Regions from separate parts of the Mus musculus genome. Here regions 2, 3, 4, 5, 6 and 7 are each linked to region 1. A link is a contact called in public HiChIP or PLAC-seq and promoter capture Hi-C data. All regions are on one chromosome and are shown on one strand. Each heading gives the region's core, a stretch centred on a gene start, on an enhancer-like site or on the middle of the called end of the contact. The rest is flanking DNA. Distances are from core to core; before and after follow the strand shown.

The links. Promoter capture Hi-C pulls out the DNA fragments that hold promoters and counts their contacts. HiChIP or PLAC-seq counts read pairs in DNA pulled down with a chosen protein or histone mark. Capture Hi-C pulls out chosen DNA fragments and counts their contacts.
Region 2: a promoter capture Hi-C map of liver shows a contact between it and region 1, with 4 times the contacts expected there. The contact joins the promoter of Snx1 here to the promoter of Dis3l in region 1. A contact is called at or near these places in 2 of 39 promoter capture datasets (liver and pre-B cells).
Region 3: a contact with region 1 is called in a promoter capture Hi-C map of liver, with 2.5 times the contacts expected there. The contact joins the promoter of Snx22 here to the promoter of Dis3l in region 1. A contact is called at or near these places in 2 of 39 promoter capture datasets (liver and pre-B cells) and 1 of 9 other capture datasets (liver).
Region 4: a promoter capture Hi-C map of erythroid cells shows a contact between it and region 1, with 29 times the contacts expected there. The contact joins the promoter of Fem1b here to the promoter of Dis3l in region 1. A contact is called at or near these places in 1 of 39 promoter capture datasets (erythroid cells), 1 of 484 Hi-C or Micro-C datasets (B cells) and 1 of 115 datasets of contacts at active chromatin or transcription factors (large pre-B cells).
Region 5: a contact with region 1 is called in an HNF4G HiChIP or PLAC-seq map of pancreatic cancer cells. The contact joins the promoter of Cln6 here to the promoter of Dis3l in region 1. A contact is called at or near these places in 1 of 39 promoter capture datasets (liver), 1 of 484 Hi-C or Micro-C datasets (B cells) and 1 of 115 datasets of contacts at active chromatin or transcription factors (pancreatic cancer cells).
Region 6: a contact with region 1 is called in a promoter capture Hi-C map of pre-B cells, with 2.7 times the contacts expected there. The contact joins the promoter of Rbpms2 here to the promoter of Dis3l in region 1.
Region 7: a contact with region 1 is called in a promoter capture Hi-C map of erythroid cells, with 18 times the contacts expected there. The contact joins the promoter of Plekho2 here to the promoter of Dis3l in region 1. A contact is called at or near these places in 2 of 39 promoter capture datasets (erythroid cells and liver).

Annotation. Positions count from the first base shown.
Region 1 is chr9:64,338,999-64,343,191 of GRCm38.p6, reverse strand. Dis3l (DIS3 like exosome 3'-5' exoribonuclease) reads left to right here and starts at 1,935. Exons shown (of 17, transcript NM_001001295.2): 1 at 1,935-2,199; 2 at 3,560-3,713. The coding sequence starts at 2,061.
Region 2 is chr9:66,122,721-66,126,913 of GRCm38.p6, reverse strand. Snx1 (sorting nexin 1) reads left to right here and starts at 2,028. Exons shown (of 15, transcript NM_019727.2): 1 at 2,028-2,307. The coding sequence starts at 2,149. It overlaps Ciao2a (cytosolic iron-sulfur assembly component 2A), which reads right to left and starts at 303. Exons shown (of 5, transcript NM_026635.3): 1 at 1-303. The coding sequence starts at 67.
Region 3 is chr9:66,068,069-66,072,261 of GRCm38.p6, reverse strand. Snx22 (sorting nexin 22) reads left to right here and starts at 2,503. Exons shown (of 6, transcript NM_001379335.1): 1 at 2,503-2,656; 2 at 3,005-3,088; 3 at 3,472-3,576; 4 at 4,041-4,135. The coding sequence starts at 2,582.
Region 4 is chr9:62,809,624-62,813,816 of GRCm38.p6, reverse strand. Fem1b (fem 1 homolog b) reads left to right here and starts at 2,169. Exons shown (of 2, transcript NM_010193.4): 1 at 2,169-2,759. The coding sequence starts at 2,512.
Region 5 is chr9:62,836,845-62,841,037 of GRCm38.p6, reverse strand. Cln6 (ceroid-lipofuscinosis, neuronal 6) reads right to left here and starts at 2,253. Exons shown (of 7, transcript NM_001033175.3): 1 at 2,084-2,253. The coding sequence starts at 2,157.
Region 6 is chr9:65,628,827-65,633,019 of GRCm38.p6, reverse strand. It overlaps Rbpms2 (RNA binding protein with multiple splicing 2), which reads right to left and starts at 2,438. Exons shown (of 8, transcript NM_028030.3): 1 at 2,123-2,438. The coding sequence starts at 2,191.
Region 7 is chr9:65,577,797-65,581,989 of GRCm38.p6, reverse strand. Plekho2 (pleckstrin homology domain containing, family O member 2) reads left to right here and starts at 1,903. Exons shown (of 6, transcript NM_153119.3): 1 at 1,903-2,052. The coding sequence starts at 2,041.

The DNA of each region.
Region 1 (4,193 bases), core at 686-3,185:
TTATTCTGCCTGATAGGCACTTTTTTGGTCCAGAGGTCTCAGATGGCAAACAAGACAAACCACCCACCCAACCAAGCAAAAGGGCCTGGCTTATTACAATAGGTCATCATCATTTCTAAGAACTAAGGAATCATGGTCCTCAACATAATGGATAAAGCCAGGCCTGGGTGCATGAGAATCCCAGCACTTGGGGGGGGGGGGGTAAGTAAGAGCTCATGGCTAGCTTCAGCTACATGTCCTGATCCTGTCTCAAAAAGGCAGAGAGAGAAAGGAGAGGGTGTGAGGGGAAGAGAGGCTAAGTACCAACTAAGCTACAGCCTTATTTTAAATACTGATAAAAATCAACTCTCAATAAAACTCTAGCTATGCTCTATTCCTTAAAGGGTGGTTCATTTGCAGACAATTTCTAGCTACAAAGTGCTGAGGAGAGATATTAAGGGCAGATTAGTACCTAATCAAAGTCGTTCTTCCAATCCATAGCATCAGTGGCTTAAAAAAGATAGGAAGGGAGCTGGGGAGGGATTGGTGGACAGTTATCTAAGGCATTTTTTATGTAGAGAACAATTTTGGCTACTCACTGTCCTCTGGTCTCTCTGGAACTGACTCCTGTATTAGACAGGGAGAGCCTCTTTCACTGTGGAGAGCTTTAGGGACTCTCCTTGCACTGTCTGGTGCCTGTTTGCCAGCTCTACATTATTTTCCTGTTTGTGCAAGTCTACCTTGAGTTTCACCAAGTGATTTGACACAGAGATATGAGGAGGAGGAGGAGACCATGACCCTTTAGCATTCCCTTAGGGTGAAATGAGAGACTGGTCCTGGTTTATTTCAGCTGCGTTGGAAGAACCAGGTGTTTCCAGCCAACTGGGCCAGCCACATTAACCAAAGGTTGCCAAGCAGTAAATTCCTTTGGTGCAGGCGCTCTCTCTTTTATTCACCAGTGACTAGATGATGCTTAACCTGCTTTGAAGTTGAGCAGTTTCTAGCTTCAAGATTGGTTCTGAAACATAATAACTAGGTATCCTTGGGCACTTAAGCTCCCTTAATGCAGCCTCACAGCCTATAAAATGATACAAATAAACACCCACTCCTTTGATTTAAGGAAGCTAAATGATACTCTTGCTCCAGTGGGCTCAGTGCTTGGAGAATCCAGGGTGTGTGGTCTCCCAAGATACCGTCCTTTTTGTCAAACACTACAAGCACAGTACTTAGAGATCATGTCAATAGCGGCTCTAAGAAGTCCTTTGCCCGAGGCTGCCAGCGCTATAAAAGTTGTAGAGTGTTTACCCCAGAAGGACTGGTTTTCATTTTATCTGTAGTGTTTGAATGTTTACGTGTATTAAAATTTAAAATAAGCATATTTTTGAAGAGGAAAACCGGTTTGGCCAGCAGGGTTACCAGCTTTTTTGCTGAGCTTTTCAATTCTTTCAGATACTGCAAAAACAAGGACGAGAAAACTCTACAGTTATTACCTCTGGTTTTTGTTTTGTTTTTTGTTTGTTTTTTGTTTTGGTTTTTCGAGACAGGGTTTCTCTGTGTAGCCCTGGCTGTCCTAGAACTCACTCTGTAGACCGGGCTGGCCTTGAACTCAGAAATCCACCTGCCTCTGCCTCCCAAGTGCTGGGATTAAAGGCATGAGCCATCACTGCCCGGCATTACCTCTGTTGCTATGGCAGCCCTTCGCACACGGGCCTGTGGGTAGAAACAAAGTAAAAAAAATAATAATAAAAATAAAAATAATAATCCTTTTACACTCGACTCTTAGACTACCTGCCACATCCTACCTTCACACCCGAGGATTCTTCGGGTGAAGTTTATCTACACTTTTCCCGCCCGGGGACAACTAAGGCACAGAGAGGAATAAAAGGCGCGAGTAGGACTGGGCCCGGAGGATTCTCAGCCCTGGCTAGGTCGCTCCCGGTAGCGGTAGCGGGAACGTGAACGCTGCTGCCTGCCCGACCAGGCCCGAGGGGCGGGCCTCAGGCCTCGGTCTCGCCTGAGCCTGCCGCCTGCCGCCCGCCGCCCGCCGCTTCCCGGCCACAGTGCCGGGCGACGCCGCCAGCATGCTGCAGAAGCGGGAGAAGGTGCTGCTGCTGAGGACCTTCCAGGGTCGGACGCTGCGGATCGTGCGTGAACACTACCTGCGGCCCAGCGTGCCTTGCAACAGCCCGCTGTGCCCGCAGCCTGCCGCCTGCCGCAACGGTCAGAGCCGGGGTGGACCGGGAAGGCCCGGGCGGGAAGAGCGAGGGAGGCCGGAGCCGGAGAGGGAAGCCGGGGCTCGGAGAGCGAGAGAAGCCGGGACTCGGAGAACGAGGGAAGCCAGGACCAAAGGAACGAGGGAGGCCGGGGCCTGACGTAGCGAAGGCTGCCGGGCGCGAGCGAAGGGACCTGAGGCCTGAGGAGCGAGGGTGGCAGAGGCCCAAAGAGCAAAGGGAATCCCGGCCTGGCGTCGCGATGGCGGCGGGGCCCTAGTGAAGGAAGCGGGACCCAAGGAGAGAGGAGAGCGGGAAGCTGAGCAGCGAGGGCGGCTTAGCGCTGGCATCAAGGGCGGAGCCAGACCCTCGCGGACTGTAGGCAGCCGGAGCGAGCATAACCGTCTGGGCTCGGCGGTACTGGGGCAGCCGGGAGCGGCCCTGGAGCGTCCCCGGTGCGTCCAGTCTTCCCTCCCAGTGGCCGGCACAGGCAGGACCGGCCTCTGCAGCCTCAGGGGCGCTCCTCTCCGGACCTGCCTGCTACAATAGCCGGGCTAAGTGGAAGAGCCTGCAGGCACCGGATGCTTCGGTTTTTCCAGGGGGACCTAAGGGCGTAGGCACCTCCTCCTTTCTGCCCGAAAATGCTATTGGCACCTTACTCCTGAGCGTATTACGCTGGCTGGACATTTGACATTGCCTGCTCTGCTCCTGCCAGTACGCAGACCCTCCAGCTGTTTGTTACCCCTAGTGGGAGATGAGCGTGAGGGGGTCTTTTCAGAATACATGATTGAGGTCACAGCTTGACCAAGGTGTCAGTTGAGTGGAAGCCCATTGATTGAACAGCGCATCCTTTTTAGGACGTTCTCCTCAACCCTAGAACCGTGTAGCCGTGTTAGGAAGCTTCAGACCGAATAGCCTTGGAATTGTTAGATGCTTACAAGGGGTCAACACACACACACATGTGCACTCTTGCCCTTACATATATATACACGTGTGTATATGTAGATAGAGATATAATGGATATGTAAGTAGCCAACGCAGTCAGTGCTCATGCATGTCTGTGATGGCTTAGTAGAAATTTAGTTTCTTCCAGGGACGTACTTGTTTTTAAAATATCATTCTTTCGAAGAAGTGCTGGCTACAACATAAACCATGTTGGGCTTGTATTTAATCACAGCTGAGGGGAGGGGGAGCAATGGAGCTGAACTTTGAGCCTCCACCAAAGTAGATTTGTCTTGTCTTTTAAAAACTTCAAGGTGAAATTAAGATGAGAAGTTATTTTGCACACCGGGAGCACTGTGACATTGAAATAGTCATAAACCAGGTTTGAAAATGTTACCTAATGGCTTCCACTCTGAATTATGTTTCAGATGGGAAGCTCCTGGCTGCCGAAGTCACTCATTACGTGATCCCAGACTGGAAAGTTGTCCAGGATTACCTCGAGGTTCTGGAGTTCCCGGAGTTGAAGGGAGTTATTTTCATGCAAACGGCCTGTCAAGCTGTGCAGCACCAGAGAGGCCGGAGGTATCTGTTTTGCATTATTTATTTATTTATTTATTTTCAGTACCGGTTCCCCTGCCCCCTTTAGAAAAGGTCCCTTGTTAGAGGGAAAGAGGAGGAATTCATTATTTTGTCAGAAAGGATTTTTGAAACTAATTTGGTATTCTCTTTGCTGGTGAGGAATGTAGTAACATTTTATATGTGTGCTTCAACACCTGGCCAAAAGATCTGACTGTAGATCAATAAACTGCTGGGTCCCCGGGATGTACATAGTTAAGATTCTATGGTGAACTGGCTTCTGGTTTACATTTTCATAGGTAGCACTATTATTTCTTCCTTTTATTTTTGCTAATAATATATAGTATTTAATCTTATTCATAGGTACATTGTTTCAGGAGCATTCCTTTCTTTGGAAAAGAATACTTTTAAATCTTATCTTCCTCTATTGTAGAAGCAAACTGTACTTACCGTGATTTATTCAACGAAATTAAAAATAGCTCTTTC
Region 2 (4,193 bases), core at 779-3,278, 1.8 Mb before region 1:
CAGAAAAGCCTGAGAGCCATAGGACCCTGCTCAGCGTCCAGGAAAGCAGCCCAGACACTCGCTCCATCCTCACGTTCCGCCATCCCTGGCGACTGTCCCAACCGAGCCACCGTCTTTCCGCAGCCGACCTCGAGAGAGAACTTCCTGGTCTTCAAATAAACCAAGACATGTGTAAAGGTTTAGGGGAGCAGAGAATAGGCGGGACTCAAAACTGCAACGCGAAGGACCTAGGGAAATTAGCTGTAAAGACTACATGTCCCAAGATGCTCTGCTCGATTTAGAAGGCACAGAAAAATCCTTACGGCCCGTTAGGCGCATTGCATGCTGGGATGTCTAAGGGGCGTTAGCGGAGCGGCGGCGAAATGTATATGGGGCTTGTAGTCTTAGCCAGAGGATCGTGTAACGGACTGTTATACGTCACCAAATGCCCCACTCAGTTCCTAGGAAGAACTAAAGATGAATCCTAAAGAGGTAGGGGAAAGGAGATCAAGGTTACTACTACTGGAAGATATTCTAGAACGGAGACTCTACAGCTATTTCTCAGAGGAAGCCACTTCCAAACAAATTTTTCTTACTTTCTGACCAGGCCGGAAGTGGATTTCCTTTGCGGTGAAAGGGGTTATTTTGGAAGACCAATGTTGATAGGCATGCCTACGGACAGGGAAGGCTTAGTTTTCTTATCTCCTAGAAACTTAGTTTAGTGCAGCTTCTCTCCATGGGGAGGATTTCTATCGACCACCACCCAAATTACAGCGAGAGAACTTTATCTGTGTTCACTATGTAGTAATGATAACGGAGATGAACATCCTAAAAAAGCATTTCTTAACCTTTTTTTTGTGTGTTCATGGCTGTGATGGGTGCCAGTTACAGAGTTGATTGTGTTTCCACCTCAAATATTTATTAGACACTTAATTTGCCATACACAATGTGTATGCAGGAATAAAAGTTACAAACTAAGACACTCTCCTGACCTTCAGGCAGTTTACTTTATCTGTAAGGGAATCCACCCCTAATGTTGAGTTTGCAGTTGTAAACAGCCAACTTTGCTAGGCCTGGTGGCTCATGCCTGTAATTCCAGCACTTGGGAGGCCGAGGGAGGAGCATTGAGTTTGAGGCCAGCTTTGGACACAGAATTTCAGGCCTGCCTAAGGTGGTTTCAACCAGAAAAGCAAACCACCTCTGTTGGTGTTAGTGGCAGGTTTCAGCTCCTTGAAAGGATCATCTTGCAAATTAGTCCGTGATAACATAACCTATGTTATCTTTAAACTCTAGTTGACTTCGACTCACCAACCTGTGATTAAGTTCCGGGAACTTTTTTTTTTTTCGAGGCAGGGTTTCTCTGTATAGCCCTGGCTGTCCTGGAACTCACTCTGTAGACCAGCCTGGCCTTGAACTCAGAAATCCACCTGCTTCTGCCGCCCGAGGGCTGGGATTAAAGGCGTGTCACCACGCCCGGCTATAACCCAAAATTCTTAAGGACCGAATTTAATACACGGAAATCTCCCCTTTGTGTGAAGCCTGGCTTCTCAAAAAATCGATAACTTCTTTTTATTGTTGCACACTGTAACACTGAGTGTGTTTAAATTGTTGACTTACAAGACTGCCTCATTAAACTGTGAGCCAGGAGCTTTTGTGTTTGTATTTGAAACGCACAGTAAGGTGCCAAGCTCACAGTGAATGCTCTGTATATGTTAAATGAATTAATGTCCAAAAACTAAGTGGCAAAACTTCCTGCAGTCGTTTCAGCCCTCAATCAAAAATATTTATTGAATCTCTCAGAGAACACTGTGCTTGGCATGAGCAGGTGGCATGCAGAGGTTTTCAAACATTGTTAGTCACAGACTTTATTCAAACAGAACCTTAGAAGCGTGACAGATAGAGCCATGCAGGGCACAAAGACCCGGAGGAACTCCTCAGCCTCTAGCTCCTCCTCTGCCTACTTGGCCCGCCCCAGTGCAGCCTTGCGGTTCAGTGCTTGGATTGGCTGAGCAGCAGCCCAGGCCCCGCCCTAGGTCCCTCCCCCAGGTTCCGCCCCGATGGTCCCTCTGGGTCCATAACGGCCCTCGCGCACCTCACACGGCTGGAGCGCTTTGCTCGCGGCACTGTCTATAAAGTTGTTGTTGCTGCTTCCGCCACGGGTGGAGGAAGATGGCGTCAGGAGGTGGTGGCTGTAGCGCTTCGGAGCGACTCCCTCCGCCCTTCCCTGGCATGGATCCGGAGTCGGAAGGGGCTGCCGGGGGGTCAGAACCCGAGGCTGGGGACAGCGACACCGAGGGGGAGGATATTTTCACTGGCGCCGCGGCAGCCGTGAGTTCCCATCCTTGGGGCAGCAGACAGAAAAGAGCCCCCCAAAAGAGAACCCTTATTAAGGGTTCGAGGGCTTTGAAGATAGTGGGCCTGGTGGGAAATCTTCGCTCGGTGTCAGCAATCAGGACTCCAGGGCCCTGAGTAGGAAACGAGCCCTAGAGCCTGGCTGCCCAAGCCCGGGCGGGAAGAGACGAGGGGTGTGGTGGCTTCACCACGGATCCTTAATAGCCAAGAGCAACCTAGGCCGTCCCCTGGCCCAGAGGTGTGGTTACCCCAAGGATTCAGCGGGCATTTCTGCTGGTTGTGTCCTGGGCAGACTGACTTTAAACATGACAAATTAGAAAATGAGGTGCAGACCATCAGTTCCCTTGTTTTATTGCACCGAAAGTGGAAACGTGATCTAGGAAGGACCATGACCCGCCCACTGATCCTCCTGTTATACCCAGCACTTCCTGGTCATTACCAAAAGCCCATTCTGGATACTAGTTTATGGAAGTTAGGTTGTGACTCCTTTGATCTCTCCAGGAATCAGGGCAAATGCTGGTTGAGAGAAATAGATTACACGGATCAGAAAGCTTTTGTTTCTGTTAAAAGGATGCATTAAAGTGCTTGGAAACAGATCTGTAAATGTGAAGGGAAAAACTGTCTCCCATAATAAATATCTAGGTTTCAAATGAGAGCTAGCTGCTGGCAAAACAACCAAAACCTCCTTGTCTTTCCGTGTGGAATGTCATGGGTTAACAGCACCAGGAGAGATGTTTTGGGCTGTTTTATGAGAACACTGACTCATACCACTCGGTACAGTTAGTTCCAGCTTAGAAACGTCTTCAGTACCGAGTCTATGCAGTTATCTTCCTTTCTTGGTTATTGTTTCTCTTCAGAGTAGCTAATCAGTATCAGACTGAGTTAAATAACTTTAAATTCTGTATATAGCATGTGTCTGAAAACTTGGAGGTGCCCCTTACATTAGAAAAAATTTAGATTTTGGAGGGTTTTTTGTTTTTGTTTTTTTTAACATGGCCGTAGTTAAAATTTTACTATGTTGAGAAATTGAAGGCTATAATCATAAAGTGGTTGCTGGTGCTAATGACAGCAGATTGTCTAATGATGTCTGCTACTCTGAGAAAGAGTAACTTGCCGATAATGGAGTCTTTATTTCTGTTTAAGTATCTTTATATAGTTACTCTCATAAATCATGGAGAACAGCTACTGTTAGTAACTTCTGAGATGATGGGTGAAATACCTGAAAATTGAAACTGGCAGGGAGGAGCTGTTGTCCAGAGTTCTTAGTAAAAAGCACGAGACTGTGGTTTTACTGACCTCATCCAGTTAGTGATGGAGGCTTGATACTTCTTAAGACTGTAAAAATCTCTTGTCTTCTTCCCAAAAAATGAGGGAAGGATAGTCAGAATTACTTTGCTCTACCACAGAAAGCAGGTGCTGAGGTCAAACCCAGCTTGTTGCAAATGCTAGTTATACATTCTACCACTGAACTATGTCCTCAGTAGCTAGATATCTTTAGATTTGACCCAGAATACTACTCTTCAAGAAACCAAGGCTTCACTAAGCGATTTTATTAAGCAACCATTAGTTATAAATTATATTTTTAACAGATGCTTTAGTTATGAGACAAAGAATTTAGACTTCTACACAGTTAAAATGAAAGAAAAACACTGAAAAATTAAGAAATTAAGTTGGGCCTATTGGCTCAAACCTATAATCTCAGCTACTCTGGACCTGAGGCAGGGGCTCTGTTGAAAGTTCAGGTTCAGCCTGGGTACACCGAAGATTACAGAGTAGGTTGTAAAGTCTGATGCTAATCTAGGCAGTCTGCTTGCTTATTTTAACTTTGGTTTTTGTTTTGTTATCATTTGAGATAGGTTCTC
Region 3 (4,193 bases), core at 1,254-3,753, 1.7 Mb before region 1:
CATAAAATACCATCTCTGTTGTTTGAAATCAAACCACTATGTTTTTATAAGAGCACAAAACTTTGTACATTAAAAACACAGCAATTTGCCAGATGATGGTGGCCTTTAATCTCAGTTCTTAGGAGGCAGAGGCAGTTGGTTCTCTGAGTTTGAGGCCAGCCTGAACTAAAGAGAGTGTTCCACGACAGTCAGGGCTACACAGAGAAATCCTGTCTAAAAGAATAACAACAGACCAATCGGGCTGGAGAGATGGCTCACTGGTTAAGAGCACTGACTGCTCTTCCAGAGGTCCTGAGTTCAATTCCCAGGAACCACTTGGTGGCTCACAACCATCTGTAATGAGATCTGACACCCTCTTCTTGTGTGTCTGAAGACAGCTACAGTGTACTCATTGAAATAAAATAAAAATTAACAAAACAAAAACCGAGCAACCAAAAAACTACACAGCAATTCATTCACAATAATCTCAAATTACAGCTGAGACATTTCGGGTAATGCTATTGTTGCCAAGTTTTTAAGACACCCACATTCAGTTACATAAATGTATTCAGGGAACCAGAACCATTAGGAGCCCCTCTCTATCCTCTTCTCTCCTCTTCTCTTCTCTTCTCTTCTCTTCTCTTCTCTTCTCTTCTCTTCTCTTCTCTTCTCTTCTCTTCTCTTCTCTTCTCTTCTTCTTCTTCTTCTTCTTCTTCTTCTTCTTCTTCTCTCTCTCTCTCTCTCTCTCTCTCTCTCTCTCTCTCTCTCTGTCTCTGTCTTTCCCTGTGTGGGGGGAGTTATTAGAGTGGCTTACAGGCTGTGGCTCAGTTAGCCAACAATGACTGTCTATTAACAGAAAGCCCAGGAATCCGGTAGTTGTAGAGTCCACGAGGCTGGCTGTCTCAGCTGCTCTTTAGAGTGTGTTTGGATCCCAGTGCAGGCTGTAACACCAGTGAAGGAAAGCCTGAACAGCAGGATCTGCCCCTGACGGCGAGTGAAGGCAGGCAGCAAAGAAGCCAAAGTTTCTTTCTTCCCTGCGCTTCACAGAGGCTGCCCTGAGAAGGTGTGGCCCAGATTTAGGGTGGGTCTTCCTACCTCAAATGATCCTGCTGTTAACCAAAACTCCGGTTTGGTGGTCTTTTTTTTTTGTTTGTTTGTTTTGTCTTTTTAGTTAACTCTACCTGTAGCCATGTTGGCAATTCAGAATAACCATCACACATGACCCAGTTTGAGAACAGAACACTGGGCCATTGAGCACTTTACCTAGAGCCCAGTAAGGAGTGTGGGGCTGAGGTAGAAATGGAAGCCATTTCTGTGTTTACACATGAAGTGATCATTCTGTCTTGAAATCTTACTATAGCCAGGCAGGCACACATCTTTAATCCCAGTACTTGGGAGGCAGAGGCAGGCAGATCTCTGAGTTAGAGGCCAGCCTGGTTTAAAGATGGAGTTTCAGGACAGCAAGGGCTACACAGAGAAAACGTATCTACATATTTAGAAAAACCAAACCCAAACTAAGCAATGTGCCAAACAAAAATCCTACTACATTCTGAAGAAGACCAGCAGGGCGGATGAGAGCAGCTGGGGCCACCGCCTCTACACTCATTTTTGTTCCTCTTCTCTACACACATTTCTGTACCTACTTCTTATTATCTGTCCATCATCACCCATCCATCCCAGCTGAACAAGCCCATAAGGAAGCCACTATTGGGTCCTGGCTGAGTTGCTCAAGCTGACTTTGAATTCCTGGTTTCAAACAATTCTCTTGCCTCAGCCTCATAGATAAGTGGAACCCCTGGCCCGTGCCGCCCAGCTTCACTCAGTGTTTATACTTATGTTACCTGCTTTACAGCTGTGCAGAAACTCCACACAGTTCTTGATATCTAGGCCATTCGACTTTCAGTGCCAAGCCTGGGTTTTTAAACTGCCTCTTCCCCATACACTAGCTTGAAGCAAACTAGGCATGCTAAGGTAGGAAGGATGAATGGATGGACGGGTGGATGGAATAAATGAATGGTTTGTAGGTGCTCATCAAAGCTAGAATGGATCCCAGCCTCACCCCGGCACTACCTCAGTTGGAGTCTTCAGGTGGTGCTACCAGGGACCACATGAAAGAGGGAAGGTTGTGGTGGCTAGGTTCTCTAAGAACAAGGATGGTCCTAACCGGAAGCCCAGACCTGAAACCCACTGTGCCTTCCTCTGACACCTTAGCATCCAGGACATTCAACAAAGACCAGGTGAAATTTTAGAGAGACCAGGTAAAATGTACCTCGGCTGACTACCTGGGATACTAGGGAAATGTTTGACAAATGGGTGACCCTGCTGAAGGTTCCTTCCCTTGCATGGCGACCCATGGTGTTATCTTCTGGCCTCAGGACTTTAGTGAGCCAGGGAACACCCTGGGCGTGGCGAGGGCGGGCTCCCGTATCAGAGGGTGGAGCCTGGGGCTGAAAAATCCAGAGAGTGGGGCGGAGCCTACGGCCCGGGGGCAGGGCCTGGAGCCCGAGGGCGGGTCAGCCTCTTAGGGCTGCTTGGCTGCTCCAGGGAGTTCGGGTGCCCAAGCGCTCGATCCGGGAGAGGCTGCAGCCGGGTCGGGGCGCGGATGCTGGAAGTTCACATTCCCTCGGTGGGGCCCGAGGCCGAAGGGCCCAGGCAGAGTCCAGAGAAAGGCCACATGGTGAGCAAATGGACGAAGAGTGTGTGCGGGGATCTACCGATTATCTTCGCGATCAGCGCAAAAGGGACCCAGAATTCAGGGCTAGGACATTCGTCGCAAAGGTTCGGGGTTACTTGGCTTTGCCAGCCCCTTGGACAATGGTTTGGGCTCTTGAGGGGTCGCTTGGAGCAGAGGGGAGGGCCGGTTACCCTTTTCTTTCAGGTGTGTCTGGGGTTCGGAAGGGGTTTCCCTGATGGTGGCACGCCAAGTCGGCTTTGTGCCTTTCTAACACCAGAAATTGGGCGCGTCTCGCGGCGCGGGTCCTACTGCATCCTTTGGACCCGCCGTCTGCACTCCTCCGCCCGCCAGGTGTTCCAAGTGGAGGTGCTGTACAGCGGACGCAGACACACCGTGCCGCGGCGCTACAGCGAGTTCCACGCTCTACACAAGCGGGTGAGATGTCGCGGACTACCCACCGATTTGGCTCCAGGCCAGGTCCCTCGGTGGCATGAGAAAGAGCTCTGATCCCAGCTTCTGGTTGGTCACCCCCATTACTGTCCCAGCCCCCAGGAGGGTGCAGATCATAGGCGACTCCCCCTGGGCTGCAGGGCCCCTCGCGGGGAGGACGCAATGGCTAGAGCTCAGCTCAGACTGACCTTGTCCGTGTGCGTCCTTTCCACTCTCTGGCTTGTCACTTCTGTCCCAACCACCTCTTGCCAGCTGTCCCAGGTTGAAGCTTAAAGACAGACATATAGAGAGGACTGGAGAAAGTCCTCAGCTAGATGCAGTGGGCTTGAGTGCTTTGCTGGGAACTCACCTCTGTAACTGATGTACAGATCAAGAAACGGTACAAAGTGCCTGACTTTCCCTCAAAACGCCTGCCCAACTGGAGGACCAGAGGACTGGAACAGCGCCGGCAGGGATTAGAGACCTACATCCAGGTGTGCACGGGGTACACTTGGTTGCCCCTAAGTCTGAGGGACCAGGGGAGACCCAGTTAGAGATGTGGGAGTGTGTTGGGTCCCACAACTTGGGGTTGTTATTCAGTATCTCAGGCTCTTTATCCAAATGAGTACGAACTTTTCTATCTGGGTTATTGAAAGTTTTGAATAATCCAATGAGTAGATTCTTCACCCTTAGGGTGTTTTCCTGTATTTTCTTCATGAGGTGTGTGTGGACTCCTTCCTCTAACAGTGATAGTTATTTGACTAGCCTGCCCACTTTGTGGTGCTAGTCTTTGCGGTTCATTCCTTAGGATGACCCTGAGTTTGGGCTAATACTTATTTCTACTGCCTTGAAAGTCTTCATTATTTTGGAACAAATGTCCTCAAAATTGTTGTAATGGGTTGTGCAATTAGTAGCTGGATCTTATCTGATTGCAGACTTTCTCTGCCTTCTTCTCTAGGGCATCCTGTACCTGAATCAGGATGTGCCCAAGGAGTTACTGGAATTCTTGAGACTTAGACATTTCCCTACAGACTCCAAGACCAGCAGCTGGAGGTAAGGATAACCCTGCTCACGTGGCAAGGCCCTCGGCCGCAAAGGGAACCTTTAGGAT
Region 4 (4,193 bases), core at 920-3,419, 1.5 Mb after region 1:
ATTAAAGGTGTGCACCACCACGCCCGGCTTTCAGCTTGCTTTTTTATACCATCCAGGACCACCTGCCCAGGGTTGGTACTGTCCCCAATGGGCTGAGCCCCCATCCCCATCAATAATCAAGAACATGCCTTACACACTTCCCTACAGACAATCTGAGGGAGGTGTTTTATTTCTGCTGACATTCTGCCTTGCCAGATGACTCTAGCTTCTGTCAAGTTGACAGGAAACAAACAAACAAAAACAGAAGACAACAACAAAACAGCCTCCAAGCCTCCCAAAACAAAAACAAAACAAAAAACCACTCCCCTTCAAAACCTTCACAACTAGCCAGCACAGCCTAAAAAACACTTGATTTTCTTACAACCTGAAGTCCCAGCGCAAAAACAGGCCAGCTTTCCCTTCTACTAGTTATGTCAGCAGAAGTTAGGGATTTAAGAGATGGTTCAGTGGTTGCTTTTCCAGAGGATACAGGTTCAATTCTCTTCCACTACATGCTGGCCCACAACCAATCTTTAGTAGGACCTGATAATTTCTTTTGAAGGCACAGTGGCATTCATGCAGACACAGAACCCGAATACATAAAATACAGAAATAAATATTAAAAAGGAAATCTTATCTTCAGTTCTTATTTCCAAGACTGTTTTTTTTAATAGTGTAAGCCCCCTCCCCCCGACATTTGCATAGGGATCTGAAAATAGGTAACTGTTTTAGGAGATAATCTGAGAAGTGGTTTATCCTCCACTTAATCCCAGCCTCTCCTAACTGGCCTTTGAACTTCTAAACTCTTGCTTCCTGGGCTATGTTCTGCACACATTAGGGAGCATGCATGTGATCTTAAAAAAAAAAAAAAAAGCGCCATCTTGTCACTTTTCTATTTAAAACTCCCTAAATGCAATCCCAGAGTAAACCAAACCGTTTGCATAGGTCACTGGGCCACATGACTTGCATCCTGCTGACTTAATCCTTTAGAACTCTTCCTACAGTCAGCAGCCACACTGCTTCTGTTCTGAGCTCACCATCTGTCTTCTGCTCAGGATCTTTGAACTATTTCCATTGTCCAGCCTCTGTTTCAGGCACCTGTTACAGAGGACTTCTCTGACCACCCAGGCGAAGTCTCCTAGTCCACACCCATAGCCCTTGTTTCATAGTAATGACATGAATCCAACAACTCTACATCATTTATTTGTCTGCTTTCTCCACACAACCACACAAGCCCCAGGAGAGAAAGGCCTAGCCTAGATGAAGAAATCTCTGATGCTAACCAAAGCCTTGTACGTGAATGGCTTATAGCATTCTTTGGATAAATGCTCTTTTCAAATCCTAACAATTCTGTGACGTGTAAGTGAGACAGCGGAGGTTCTGCAGGGTCAGGACTAGAGACTGGTTCCATCTGGCTATGACTGCTGCCTCTTAGCTCTTTATCTTACACACTTAATCCCCTTTCCTGGGAGGTCTGGTGAGGCTTTCAGTTGCTTTTCAGTGAAGCGGCTCTCGCCCTCCCAAATTTCGGAGGCTCATAATAGCCCTTATTCAAAAATGGATCTTTTGGGTGCTCTTTCCCCTTTTCCTGTGGCCCCCACCTCGCGCCCCCGCGCGTGAATCACTGGCAGACAGTATCCCACAGTAATAATCATAAAACTGGATGTGCTTTCTAGCCCGTAGATTCAGTAGCCTTCTCTCCGCCCCCAGCCTTGACTAAGCATCCTAGGGTCCTGTGGGGGCGAGATGGCTACTTGCGTCAAGGGCACTAGGGACTTTCAAACCCGCATCAGAGCTCAGCTAACTGCGCACAGCGGAACCTTTCTTTAGGATAGCCTCGTTTGCCCGCCGGTCGGTTTAGGAAGCAATACCTACTTAAGCGTCCCTCCCACTCCTGCCTTCCCTCCCTCCCTTCGGCTCCGTCTGCGGCGGCTGCTTTCCTCCCGCCCTAAGTTCCGGTGCTGGTGCTGCCGGCGCGGTCCGCGAACACCCACGCGCGGCTCACGGGAGCCCCGCTCGCCAGCGGACCCTTTCGATCGCCGGTGGGCGAGTGCCCGCGGTTTTCCTGCGGCGAGGAGCTAAGTGGAGGCCGTTCCAGACCCTCCGGCCCGGCGCGGGCAGGCGTGCACATCGCTCGCTATCCAGGGCGTGCGCGGGCCTCTCGAGACCCCAGCGGCGACCCGTAGCTCGGGCGCGCGCCTGTCGCAGCCCGCAGGAAGGAGGCGGCCTGAGACCCGGGGCGGCGGCCGCCATGGAGATCCCCTCGGCCCAGGGCCGGTGCCTGGGGCCTCGGGGGCGGCCCTGACCGTCCTTCTCCCCGCCCGGGCCGGGTCCCACTTGTGCCTCCGGCGGTGCTCGGCCACCTCTGCGTCTCCGCCCTCCCTGGGTCGCGCTGCTGCCTGGACACGGCGGCGGCGCCCTGTTGAATGGGCTGTGAGGGCCCGGGTCTGAAGTGCTGGTGGACGCGGCCTCCGGGGGCGCAAGGCAGCAGCAGCGGTGGCGACCAAACGGGTGTTGGAGTTGGCGGCGGCCATGGAGGGCCTGGCTGGCTATGTGTACAAGGCGGCCAGCGAGGGCAAGGTGCTCACTCTGGCTGCCTTGCTCCTTAACCGGTCAGAGAGCGATATCCGCTACCTGCTGGGCTATGTCAGTCAGCAGGGAGGACAGCGCTCCACACCCCTCATCATCGCAGCCCGCAATGGGCACGCCAAGGTGGTGCGCTTGCTGTTAGAACACTACCGTGTGCAGACCCAGCAGACCGGCACCGTCCGCTTCGACGGGTAGGTACATCCCAACTCCATCCTCCCTCCGACGCGCGCGGGCCTCCCAAGCCCTGGATCCTCTCATCCTTCATTAACCCTGTTTTCATGTGTGGACTCAGTTCTTTTTCATATCCCTTCACCCCCATTGATGCCCACCTCGTCTCCCAGAGCTATGCTTTGCTGCCTTTTCTTATCGACTCCTACCCTTTTCCCCCTGTAGGTGGTAGCCACACCCTGGGTCTTGAGATCTATAGTCTTCATTAGTCAGCGAACACGCACTGTCGGAGTGGTGGCTGCCCATCTAGGTTTTTGTATCTTTATATCAGCACTGGCGTAGTAACCTAGATCGGAAATTAACGAGATCAACAATTAAAATTGAGGACCTTTTGATGCTTCATTTAACCTCTCCATATCCCTTCTCCTCCCGCTCCCCCCCTCCCGTGGTCGGATCGAGCCTCAAGCAGGTCGTGGGACTATCTGTTAAAATAAGCCCCTAGAATCTTGTCATGCAGCTGGGCATCTCTAGGCACGGTTCTGACTCTCCCACAATGCTGGCCAATATTTTTGGCTGTACAGGTGGCTCTGGGCCTGGCGTAGAAGTTACGCCATTGCTAAATTACATGTATAGGGTGATACAGTGGGAAGGTTTCACAAACACTTAACATTGTTCAAAAATTTACTATTTACTATTATTCTAATATTTTTTTTCATTTGAGGTTAATTGTACATATTTTTGGGGGGCGGAGGAAGATAACAGAGTCGTCACGTTTGATACCTTTTTTTTTTTTCCTGTGCTGAACGATTGCGGAATGATTGGCATAATATAGCTGTATTCAGTTTGCTTTGTTTACATTGGTTTTTGTTGACCTGTAAATGAATAAGCTATTACTAGTTTAGCATTTTCTTTTGCAGTAGGTGGAATCTACGTATAGAAATGCAATTTAGTTTTGGTTAGTAAAAACTGCCTGACCAAAAAAGCCTGTTTGGAAGCATTCTTATATTCTCTAGCCCCTCCCTCCCTCCCTCCCTCCCTCCCTTCTTCTTTGCTACTTCTGGTCTCCAAAACCAGGTCTTGCTGCATAGCCCAGGCTGACCTGGAATCCCCCAACCTCTTGCTTTAGCTTCCATTATAGGTGTGGGCTTTAAAGCATCTTTTTTTTTTTTTTTTTTTTTTAAAGATGAATGTTAAATTTTGTTTGTTTTTTTTTTTTTTTTTTTTCCTCCTTAAACCATAAAAGCTTTTGAGTCAGTTTTAAATGAGAGGGAAATGATTTGGACTGTTGTATTCTAATGAAATGCCAGCCCCTGGGTCATAGCTTATATTTGGTTCTAGTGTAGATAGTAGGAAGATGAGCAAAGATGGCAACCTGATTCATGCCTATTCTTTGGCTTTGTGTCCTAGAGATCTCCAGCATCTCACAACTTTACCTATGCCTGAAGCAGGATGGCCCC
Region 5 (4,193 bases), core at 1,004-3,503, 1.5 Mb after region 1:
TCCCCTCAACACCGCAAGATGAGGAACCTCAAGCTTGTCCCAAGTTCTGACTCCAAACTTCCCAGGCTGAGCCCCCTCCCCCCAGGCCACGTTGGTTCTAGGCCCCCATCAGGAGCGACAGACTGAATGGAGGAGGATATCGGCTTGGCGAAAGCCAATGCCAGTCCAGGTAACCTGAGGCAAGCCCAGCCTTTGCTCCTGCTCCCCTCCTCAGCTTCCCAAGTCTACCACGGGGCGGGGGGCACTGACACCTCGACAGCTGGGAAGCCAGGACCAGGCAGCAGCATCTGCAAGCCTGGGGGGCAGAAAGGCAAAGGGCTTGTCTAGAGAGTTGTGTACGGGGAGTAGAGAGAAGGGCTCCGGACATTTCAACAAAAATGAAGACGTGCAGACAAACAATGAGGAAAAAAAGAAAAGGTCCCAGAGACGGCTGTGGTGGCACTCACCTTATAGCACTCAGGAGGCAGAGGCAGGTGGATCTCCAAGTTTGAGGCCAGCCTGGTTCTACAGATGGAGTTCCAGGACAGCCAGGACTATGTAATAGAGTCCCTGTCTAAACACAAAAAGCAAAGACAGCTTAAATAATGTAAACACTGTAGCGTCGATGGACAGATAACAGGTAGAACAACCGTGACAGCCACAAATATGGAAGATGGTTTTGATCCCCTTAGTGCCGGGGGCAGCTTGTGGAATGTCTGCTGAACTTGTAGAAGGTTTTTGGGCGTTTTACAGCCTGAGCCTCAGTCTGGTCAGGCACCTCCTTACTGCACACTGGACCACTTCCTTATCAGTCAGAGATGATGACCTAATACTTAGAGTATAGGGACCCTCAAGTGACAAGAAGCTGCTCAATAATGTGCCTAAGGGCAAATCTGCCCTGATGACGTGTATATACAAACTAAGATGGCTACCCTGTGACTACGCCACGGAGAGCTCATAGGATGACCACCAGGTAGAAATGTTACCAGAGGCAGCACAGCACATGCTCAGAGAATTGCTCCCCAGTCGGAACTATGAAAAGGCTGCCCTCAACCCAGTCTCCCAGAACTTCCCCCACCATTCCAAACAGTGCCAGGGACTTCCTAAAATTCACCTGGTGCACATGAGTGCTCAAATCTCTCCACGGCTCTTTGGTACCTGTGGCATATGGAATATACATTTTTACCAGGTCACTCAGGTGAGGAAGGTAAGGGGTCTTTCCTGCTCAAAGTGAACAGCCTCCCCACCCAGAGTAGGTGCCTCCTCCAACTTCAGACTCTAGGGCCTTCTCGGCCAACTCTGGGACATTCAGGGCACTTTAAAGTTGGTCCAGCCCCTGTCGTTGATTTTCTCTTACACGTGTGACATGTCCAACACTAGTATGTATAGTCCTTGTGTTTCCTCACATCCTTCCACTGTCTACCATGTCCAGTTTCTGTGGCCTGGGAAGAACCACGACTTCCTGCATGCTATGCAGTCACTACCAACTGGATTACATCCCCCTAGAAACCTGCCTCTGCCTCCTGAGTGATGGGGTTAAAAGCATTGCCACCATGCCCGGCAGTAAGTGTCTGTCCTCTGCAGAGTCTTGTACTGTTCAACTCCAGAAAGCCCTCCAGAATTAGCTGTCACCTGCTTTGGCTCAGACTTTCCTGTTTGCCATCTGGCACAACGCTAGGCACATGACAGGTGTTTAATCAATACATGTGACAGGCGGGAATGCTTTGGTCAGTGGAGCGGATGGAGGCAGACTGGAGGAAAAGATGAAAGGGCGGGTTTTGCGCCTCTGGCTCTGCCCTGTCGAGCCAGATAAACCCCAAACATCTCCCCTCTGAGGGAAGGGGTCTCTCATTCAGGATGGGAGAGTCACGCTGTCCCCGGTTAACGGCCCACTTTCCCTGGGCCCTGAGCCACCGGATTCAGAGCAGAGTCACAGTCTTGCCCAGAGCAGGAGGTTCCTAAAAACTTGGAAGTGGCACAGGGACTCAGCCAGGCTGGCCGGGGTGGCCCCCGAGTAGCCTATCCCTGCGGTTTCCTTAACCCTGGCGAGGTCTCTCAAACTCTGGGGCCCCTCGCGGCCTCCCTGTCCCCGCTCCGCGCGCACCTGGCCTGCACGAACGCGACACCGGGGCCGCCCGCCGCTCCGAGGAGCTGCCGCCTCCGCGTCGCCGCCTCCATGGCCGCCACGCTCGGCCTCGCCTTCCGGGAGGAGAGACGGCTGCGCGGGCCGCGCGGAGCCTCGGCGCCCAACGCGGGGAAGGCTGGGCGGGAGAGAGGGAAGCGAGCGCGGGGCCCCAGGGCGGGCGGGAGGGGAGGGGAGGAGCTGGAGGCTGGAGGGGAGGAGGGAGGAGAGAAGCTGGAGGAAAGAGCAGGGGGAGAACTGGTGAAGGGAGGAGGATAGGGAGGGGCTTGGGGCAAGACCGGAGAGGAGGATGGAGTGTGGGGAGGAGGGAGGAGGAATGAGAGAGCGGAGGTGGAGGGAGACAGCTGGAGGGCGTGTTTTGTTTGAGAAGGAGGGGCCTAACTTATGTCCCAGAGGTCTTGGGTCTTAGTTGAATCTGCACTCCAGTGGGGAAGCCTGGCGTCTTGTTTGTTTGTTTGTTTGCTTGCTTTTGTTTTTTTCCTGGGTTCTCTGCATTTCTGCAGGAAGGAAGCCTTGCCTAGCCGGGCTTGAGGGTACTGGACGAAGGTGAACCGGGGACCTGGAATGACCAAGCTGTGAGGTCATCAGAAGACCCGGGGTCTTTGAGCCCTCCTTCCTCAGATTAAAGACTGCTCGATAAACTATCCACTGTGCTTTGATAGGTGAAGAGAATAGTGAATTCTCTCCTAGTTGGAGGACAACGAGGTGGTCCAGAATCCAGTCCTGGCGTTGGGGAAAGACACACACCCCTTCCTCATTCAATTGTGTTAAGAACCTCGTAAGTTCTGTGCAGGAACCTATGAGCCCTGTTCAGAAGCGCTTCTGTTCGTAGCTTCTGGTAATGGTGGAGGAAGTTCTGAGGGTTGTGTAGCCATAGAGGCAGTAAGGCCAAACAGGCATCACAGGAAGGATAGCTGACAGAGAAGTATGAACTGGAGACAGGAAAGAGCTCCAGGCAGAGGGAACGGCCAGAATTCCCCACACACCCACCCCTCCTCCTCCCACACCCTGTCCAGAGACTAGCTGGTATGGAGGAGTGGAAAGTTGTGTGAGAACCACGCTGCTCAGGGGAGTGAGAGACTGGCTGAGATGGGGGAGAGAGGGGTTTAGATTGGAGCCCCCAATCCCTGAGAACCTCAGGAAGGGCCCTGGCAAGAGACTGGCATATGTGTGCATTTCAGGCACAGCCCAGAGGCAGAACCAGAGATGGAGGAGGTGCAGCCTGTCGGGTACCAAGTTCTAATGAGGGTCCTGGACTGTATCAGTAAAGGGGGGTTGGGGGTGAGACATGCCCAGTGGTGTGGGAGCTATCTTCTTCGGATGCATGGCTGTAAGGGGAGAGGAGTTTAGATGTGACCAGGCGCTGCATCTAAGTGGGTGGAGCAAGCACAGGTAAATGAGACGTCATCTTTGGACCCACGAAGCTTTGGTTGGGTCAGGATGCTGTTGGACCCATGGGTGTGAAGCTCAGACGCCATGTCGGTCGGTAGGAGCCTGGCAGATAGATTGAGCCGCAGGAACATAGATGGCATCCAGAACCCAAGGAGACAATGTCCCAATGAGAAAAGAGAACAGAAGCCAAACATGAGAAGTATCTGCAAGGCACACTGTCTGGGGACCAGTGTCACAGAGGTCAGATAAATTGCTCGGCCTCTCCCAGACTCAGTTTACTCATCTGTAACAAAGGGTGAGCTATTTCATCTATAGCTTTGAGAAATGCATGAGCCTCTTGCAGACTATCTGGCTCTGTTGGGCTGGTTTTGTTGGAGAGCATGTATGCGTTCATGCACTTGTACATGTGTATGCGTGGTGTGGTGTGTGTGTGCACTCGTGTGTGGTGATTGTGTGATCTTGGAGATTGTGCACATGTACAGGCAGGTGCATGTGGAAGCCAGAGGTCTTCACTGGGTGTCTGTCTTGGTTGTTTCTCTTGTCTTTGGAGACAGGGATCTCACTGGGCCTGGAGCTTATCAATTTGGCTAGACTGGCTGGTCAGTGTGCATCAGAGATCCACCTGTCTCTGTGGATTACAAATGTGCTGCATACACCTGGGGATCCAAACTGGGGTCTT
Region 6 (4,193 bases), core at 1,189-3,688, 1.3 Mb before region 1:
GCAGACATGGGGAGATCCCCATGCCCTCAGTTTTCCACTTTCAACTACATTTTAATTTGTTTTTATGTGGTCGTCGTGGTAAATGAGTGCCAGGGTGCACTGTGGGGGCTAGAGGACAACTTCCAAGAATTAGTCCTCTCCCTCTCCCTTCCCCCCCCCCCCATGTGGATTCCACAGATCAGACAGTCAAGCTTAGTAGCAAATACCCGGTTAGTTATTTTACCAGTTCTATTTTATCTTTCAGTACGAAATGCCTCATAAGTTTTTGTGTCACCTTTAACAGAGCCCATGCTAATCTATCTTGTATTTTTATTTTAGTGTACATGCTACCCAAATAAGGACCTACTGCTTAGAACTCTTGCTAAATACTAAATTTAAGCCCATGTCCCTCTACGGGTACCACTCAGAACTCTCTGAATCACCAAGGCCTATCACCAGTCCTTAGGGGAAAGAGCAGTGGCTCTACTTTTTGAATACCCTGCCCTCTCTCCCAGAAAGACAATTTTTAAAAGTAGCCAGGCCCCACACACTTTTTCCAACTCTTCCCTGTGACCATATGGCTAGTTCCCTTCCCCAGACAGAACAGAACAGGTCTGAGGATCTGGTCAGCCTTTCATTAAGTGTGAAGTCCCTGCTGAGGGCCAACCTTTTAAAAGATGCATAATTTGGGGGTCCTGGAACAGCTTCAGGAAGCACTTGCCCTCCCCGAAATTTCAGCACAAGGGGGTGGGGAAACAAGCAGAGATCACAGACACAACAGCAAACAACACACTCCTCACTTCCAACTCTCAGAGGAGACTCTAAAAACCATTTAGATCAGGATGGGGTGAAGGGCCCCAAAGGTTCAAAGAGGACAAAGCCAACAGTAACCAAGACCAGCTACCACTCACTCCAGAGCTACTAGTAGAGACCTCAGGAGCGGTCTCCCCCCTTCCATTTTCCATCGTTTGAGTGAATCATTGCATATAATTCCCTGCCTCCTTGTTCCAGGATCCAAACCTAGATTATCAAGATGTCTCAAGATGTCATGCCACTGGTGCACTGAAGCTGGTAGCAGGCCTCTTGCTGGCCCAGCCCAACAGTGGGTCATTCTGCACCAACTCATTAGCACAACCAGTAAGAAACATCAGGGCCTCTGCGGTTTCTACCCCAGACCAAGGGGAAGGGCCCTAGGGCTGGATAACTGGCCCTTGGTTTCCTGGGCAAAAGTATGCCAGGGCGGGGCAGGAAGGGTCTCTCAGCCCTGGAGTGACACAGCATACGTTAAAGAGCTCCCTAGGAGCCTAGAACCCATAGTAGTTGAGCCGGCCTGCCTAGTTTCCACTCGAAGTTACCTTAAAGGTTTTTTATCCCCCACAAGTACGTCGTCCTCACCAGGCGATAAAACCACGAGCAGTGATGATTCCTTGACGCGGTCTCATAACCTCTTTTTCTGCATAGGGCAGCTGGACAAGATTATGTCACCTCTCCTTGGAAGATCCCACCCTGGCCAGTGTGGGGTACTGGCTTGGCTACTAGGTCAAAGGGCGAGAACAGGGGATACTCAAGGCTTCTAACTTCTCTCTTTTCCGACTTTAATTAAATTGCCGGCTCAACTCTCTGAAGAAGCCCAAGTTCTGAGACAGGGCGAAAAGCCCGCCTGCCCACTGAGACCACAGCTCTAACCTAAGCGCAGGGCAGCCGGCCAGGCCTCCAAGGTCACGGGGAGGGGGCGAGGTGGAAAGGCTGGAGGGTGAGCCAGCTTCCCGCACCCACCGGGATAATCCCTCTCAGCTCCTTACAGTCGGGGCGGAGGTCCAGGCCACCCAGGAGGCGCGCCTCAGGCGAAGCGTAAGCCCCACCGGGCTTGGGGAAGGAGGGCAGCGGGAGTAGGACCTCCGCGGCGCCCCGAGCCCACCACGGGGACGCGCGCCCTCCTCGAGCCCCGGAGGGCGGGGAGACAATGCCGGCCCCGCCGGGCTAGTTCAGGCCGCACGCCTCCGCCCGCTGGACATGGGCTGCTCCTCCCCAGGGCGAAGGGCAGCGGAGGGAAGGCGCCAGGAGCGGTGGCCCGCAGGACCTCGCGCCGCCCGCGGCCCCGCGTGCACCTCACGCGCGCCGGCTCCCGCGGCCGCACACCCACCTCCTCCTCCAGCGGGCTGCCGGTGCCCGCGCCCGTGCAGTGCTCGACGTCCGGCTTCAGGTTGCTCATGGTGAGGGGGGACGCGGAGAGGGAAGCGGGACGCTCTGTCCCGTGGTGGGCAGGGGCACGGCGAGCCGTGCGCCCCCGAGGAGAGTGCGAGCTGGTGAGGAAAGCGGCTGCTGCCGCGTCAGGCTACGGAGAAAGGAAAGGGGGGGGGGATCACATTAAGTTTGGCGGGTGCGGGAGGCGGCCGGAGGGGCAAGGCACCGGGAACCCGAGGGAGCGGAGCCCGTGCGGCCACCGCCTCCGGCTTTTCAGGGCGGCCCGCGAGTGCGCTCGCGGCGGCGGGGGGCGGGCGCCGGAGGAGGGGGCGGGCGCCGGAACCGGCCTCAGCTGGGGCCCGGCCCGCCCCTCCCCCGCCCCGCCCCCGCCCCGCGCGCGGTCTCCGGGGGAACGCGCAGCCAATCCCCGCAGCCCAGTGCGGGCTCGCCCCGGCCCCGGCCCGGTCCCCAGCCCCGGCCCGGGCCGCGACGCTCCGGCCTTTCTGCCTTCCTTGGCTCCGGCGTTTTCCCGACTCCGCTTCCTTGGTCGACCCCCACCCCCTTCTCCCTTTCTCTCCCCGACTCGGCTCCCTTGCACCCCACCGTTCCCTTCTCCCAGACAAGTTTTTTAAACTTTGATGAACTCTCTCAGAGAACTTTTCTTAAAGGAGCCGCGCGGGCTTGGGTGGAGCTTGAGGTGACCCGCACGTTGCATCCCCAGCCAGGGCGAGGGCGGCGGCGGCGGCAGCGGGGCTCCCGGTTTCATGCCCAGATGTGGAGGTGTAGGCTGTCGCGAGCACATCGTTCGCCCCGAATTCCTGTCGGGTCCGGGCCAGCGGTTCTCTTCGCGCGAAGCAGCCGGGGACCGGGTTTTGGGGGTGAAGGCGAGGAAGGGGTAGGGCGGCAAACACCTGATCTTGAGCAAGTCACCGAGAGTTTTTTTTTTTTTTTTTTTTTTGGCTGAGTGACCTTGAGGAAATCACTTCCCCTATCTGGCCAGAGGATTCCAGCCCAGTTGGTGGGGATTAGAATACAAATTCTTTCCTCACTCTCACAACCTCCGTCACCTCAAAAGAGGAGGTGAAGGAAGCCCAATCCTTTTTAACTTCAGGAAGGGGGGGTACCTCGACTAACCTAGAAGGTTCCGTTCGTTACCTCCACCCCGCTTTTAAGACTTCTCACGGCTCGTTCTTTTTCCGCTCCAATTCCGAACCCCAGGGTGGGGGAGGGAAGAGCCGGCTGACGCCTAGGGCGGGGTCGCCTAGACTCCCACCCAGTGGTGGCGGGGGGGGGGGGGGGGGGCGGCCTCAGGGCCGGATTTTCCCCCAGGCCGAATAAATGCTGACCAGGACGTCTCCTGCCAGCAGCCTGTAAAAAACCGGCACCTACCTGAAGTCGCACTGGAAGAGTAGCGGCCCTGACTGCCCTGCGGAGCCGCCAGAGCACTGGGGTTCTTTCGTGCGCCCCTGCCCATGGGTTCCTTTATGTGCACTGAGACATCCCAGCCGCAGTCCCCGATAATCCTTGAGCAGCCATAGCTGAGAGGAGAGCGGATTGGGCTCGGCTCAGGTGTCTCCCGGTGGGATCTACTGCCCCGACTCAAAGCACGGAACTTAAGTCTTGGTAGCGGGATTCGGGGCGTGAGGCCGCGCTCAGAGGCGGTCCAGGTGAAAAAAAGTCTTGGTTTGCAGCCCCCTTACCAGTTAGGAACCTTGACCTTGGGCATTGGCTTAGTCCCTGGGGACTTCCCTGTGCGGACCTGCCAAATAGAGTTAGCTCCATCATGCGTGAGAGCTGTGCTGTGACTCCCTGATAACTTGTCATCTCACGGATAAGTAAATGGAGGTTTTGCCAATGATATGTTCACCCATTTGGGAAGTAATTGTTGAACCCCTACTGTGACCCGGGCCTGTGTACTTGACTATACTTATTTATTGGTAACACAGAATTGCCACTACACACACTAGTGCTAATGCTTGGGTCAGGCCCTGCTTTCTGCAAGAGTCAGGCACTGATAATCCGAGGTTAGG
Region 7 (4,193 bases), core at 654-3,153, 1.2 Mb before region 1:
AAGCATATTCAAACCATGACACACCTCTACCCGAAATCACAGCAATAGATGGCTAGTTTCACTCTAATTATAAGCTGTTCTCCAAACAGCAAGAGATGGGGCTTGCTTGTTTGTTTCATTAGTTGGTTTTTAGAGATGGGGCTTCTCTGAGTAGCTTTGGCTGTTCTGGAACTCACTCTGTAGACCAGGCTGGCCTGGTCTCATAGAACTCACAGAAATCTGCCTGCCTCTGCCTCCTGAGTTGTACAAGTGGGATTTTATTTTGAGTTGTTTATCTTCCTGTCCAAGGAACTCTGTGCAGGATGGAATGTTTCAATCTTGGAGGAAACTGTTATTCAACACTGTGGCCCTGGCACACTGTTTTCTATATCCTTAAAAAAAACTAATTTGCCGGGCATGGTGGCACACACCTTTAATCCCAGCACTCAGGAGGCAGAGGCAGGCGAATTTCTGAGTTCGAGGCCAGCCTGGTCTACAGAGTGAGTTCCAGGACAGCCAGGGCTACACAGAGAAACCCTGTCTGGAAAAACCAAAAAAAAAAAAAATTATTTTATGTATATGAGTGTTTTTTCTGCAGTTATGTCTGTGCACCACTTACATCCCTGGTACACGAGGAAGCCAGAAGAGAACCTCGGATCGTCTGGAACTGGAGTTCCAGACAGTTGTGAGCCACGATGTGGGTGCTGAGAATCAAAGCCAGGTCCTCTGGAAGAGCAGCAAGTGTTCCTAACCAATAGGTCATCTCACAACCCCTCTCCACCCTTTAGGTGTAAGGACCAGTTCCAGGCACGAGGGGCAGTGTGTTCCATCCTCTTTCACGTTGAACTGAAAAGGACCTGAGCCCAAAGGCCAGCAGAGGGCAGTGAAAGAGAAGTTTGGTCAACTGATGTAGCTGAGGTTAGGTCACCCAGAGTCAAAACAGATCATCATTAATCTATCCCACAAGCACAAAATTCTGGGTGCTGTAGCATGCAGCACACCTGACTAGGAAAGATAGTGTGTGTGTGTGTGTGTGTGTGTGTGTGTGTGCGCGCGCGCGCGGGATGCTGGAGGTTTGGCTGTGACAGTCACTCTCCGAGCCTGTTTCTTCAAAATAAAAATAAAAGTACATGGTAGAACTTAAAGGGTTTCTTCACTCTCTAGCAACGTGGTCAGGTCAGGGCCGAAGGGAGTTAGGGTGATGGAGTCGGCTCACAACATGAGAACCAGAAAGGGGTTGAACGAGGGAAAGGAGAGCACAGAGTTTGGGATTTCAGAGACCCTCTATTAAGGAACCGAGTCCAAACTTGATTCTGGTCATAAATTCCAAGCTCATGGCCGGCCCCACCCTGAAGTTCCACAGACCGAAGACCATAGCCACTACTTCAAATTGGGGGAAGAAAGGGGACGAGCCTCTTTGTGTACTCATTTCTGAACTGCCCTGGCAGCTGGATCCAGTCCCCCGCAACCCAGGCCCACTGGGTTAGGCAACCTCAAAGGCATCAGCTACCCACTGCCTCCCGGGCTTGCTTGGTCAGCCGCGCCCCCGCCCCGCCCCGCCCCGCCCCCGCCCTGCCCCACCCCGCCAGCATCCCTCGCCTCCGCCTCTGGGCCGGAAGCCCCCTCCCCCTCCGTATCCCCCACCTCCCTAGCCTCTACCCCCTCCCAGTCCTTCTCCCTGCTTTGGTCCGGGAAACCTCTCTCCGCCCTCTTCCTGCTACTTCAGCTCCGCCTAGGTTCTTCCGTCCATTCCCGGAGCTGAAGACAGGCCCCGCCCAGGATCCGCCCTGGCCCCGCCCCTGAACCCCCCACCCGGCCATGCTCCTCACCCAGCTGCGGGCGGGGGCTTGGAGGCCGCTGTATCCCTCCCTGGCCCCGCCCCCAGCCCCCGGAAGCCCCTCCCCGGCTCCAGCCCCGCCCCCCGAAGTTTCTTGGGCCCCGGGCGCCCGGCGGGACAGAAGACAGCAAGCCGCCGCCCGGCTGCGCGTAGATGGAGCAAGCGGAGCCCGCGCAACGCGGGCAGCAGTAAGCGGCGAAGCCGCCGGACCTTGCAAACTCGCCATGGAGGAGGAGGTGAGGGCGAGGGCTGGGCCAGACGGAACAAGAGTGCTGGGCTCGGGTGCTGCCCGTCCTACTTCCACGGGTCTTTCTGCACAGTCCTTCCCTTCAAGCAGAACCTGGACCAATGGGGTAGGGGCGGGATGGAGGTCTCGTCTGCATCCCGCCGACAGCATCCTCAGTTATGTTTTGGGCGTTTCTTACCAACTGGAAACAGTGCCTGTCATGGTTCCCATTGGATTGATGGGGAGACTGAGGCTCTGGAGAGTTGGGTGACTTGCTGAAAGTAGACAGGGTTGCTGTGCTTGAATCCCGTTACACCCTTTCTTGGCTTTCTTTGCCTGCCTCAGCCAGGTCTGCTTCTGAGGTGTGTGTTAGGGGAGGGAAGTTCTTCAGGGTCCTGGGTCACTGTTTTCAAGAAATCTGAGATTGTAACGGAGCCTGATGGCAGGAACGAAGAAATTGCTTTTGTCTTCCTTGTGTAAATATCTCAGAGTTCCCAGTGCTCTTGAGCTGTGTCTATCAGAGGATGTTAGTTGAAGGGTCAGGTCAACTGAGTCTCCCGGTAGCAAGGACTGGATCAGCAACGTCCCTTGGGCCTCCTCTGCCCTCTGCATACAAACTAGATTTTGGCCACATTCTCGTTATCCAAGTATTCAGTATACAGCAGTCACTTATTGCACGAGTAAGAAGACATTCTTATCCCTTGAAGGGCGGGGAAGAAGATGAAGCCTTCCCTCCTGTAGCCACCCAGGCCAGCTGGGGAGCCTTCAGTGAGCTCAGCCATCCGTATTCCTGTCAGTGAGCACTTGCGTATTTCCTGGAGTCACTGCAAGGCTGGCTGTTCCCTCTAGGCTAGACCCCGAGTTTCTGTGAGGTGGTAGATAAGTCACTTCCCCTCTCAGCCCGGGTTTCCTCTTCTATGAAACACAGGGCCTACCCTCCTCCGCTAGACCTAACTGTGGTCCCTGCACTCAGAGTGGGTACAGGTAGGGGTCAAAGTCAGGCCACTATGTTTTGCTGTGGTTTCTTTCCTTGCTGTCATGGCGGCTGCCTGCCCTCGGTTCCACTCCTGCAATGGCTGTGCTCTCTGTCCAAAGCCCCTCCCCGTGCTCCCAGAGGATGTGGGTCAGAATTACTCCATCTCCTGATCTGCTTTGGTCCCCAGTTAAAGGAAGTTCTCCTGGGGCTTCCTGGGCTCAGCAAAGTCAGCCCTGTTCTCCCTCTGGTCCCTAATCTCTAACATGGCTACTTTGTGACTCCCAGATATCAAAAACTCCTGAAGTATCTGGGTCATTAAAGTCTTGTCCATGTTCCTTCCTCCCTTGAACTCCCAGGTCTCACCCACACAGTCAGGGTATCTCTGTGCCTGTCCTTTCTTTGGTACCCCTGACTCTTGTCGATTCCTGCTGATAGAGTTCACGTGTTCGCCTGTGTCTCTGTATCCATCCATCTCTAAAACACCTCTTAATCATGGTTACTTATCTGCCCTTGACCTCAGGCTACCTCATCTCCCTTCACATAATTGTCTTCAGCCTTCCTGCTTTGCACTTCCTGGATGCCAGCCACCCCTGAGGCCAGCCTCCCTTAGCCTCTGTATAGGATATAGGATGGTTGGTCCCTGTCAGGCTGAGGCTTGGAGGAGAGCTAGTTTGGGTTCGAGCATCTGCCTACCTGCGTTTTCTGGTCCTCATTTTCCCAGTTATAAAATGAGAAGGGGAATCTAGAAATTTGATAATGTGTGTACAAAAGCTTTGAAAACCAAACATATCACTGGTGGTGGTTGCTGACTGTGGGGTAAGGTTGGAAACCTTAGCTCTGCTCCACTACCCTCTCAAAGCCATGCCTTTCCCTGACTCTAGACTGCCCACTGTTGTCCTCATCCTTACTGAGACAGTCATGGCAGTGTCCTGTGGCAGTGCTGGTTTTGTGACACTGGGCTGGGCTCTAGTTCTTACTGTTGTGCTTTTTCTTTCTGTGGTAAAGGGGTTAAGAATGTGAAGTTTTATATGTGTGTGTGTGTGTGTGTGTGTGTGTGTGTGTGTGTGTGTGTGTGTGTTTTACCTGTATACATTTCTGTGAACCACTTGCCTATGGAGACCAGAAGAGGGCATCAGATAGCCTGGAACTGGAGTTAACCATGTTTGTGAGCCAGA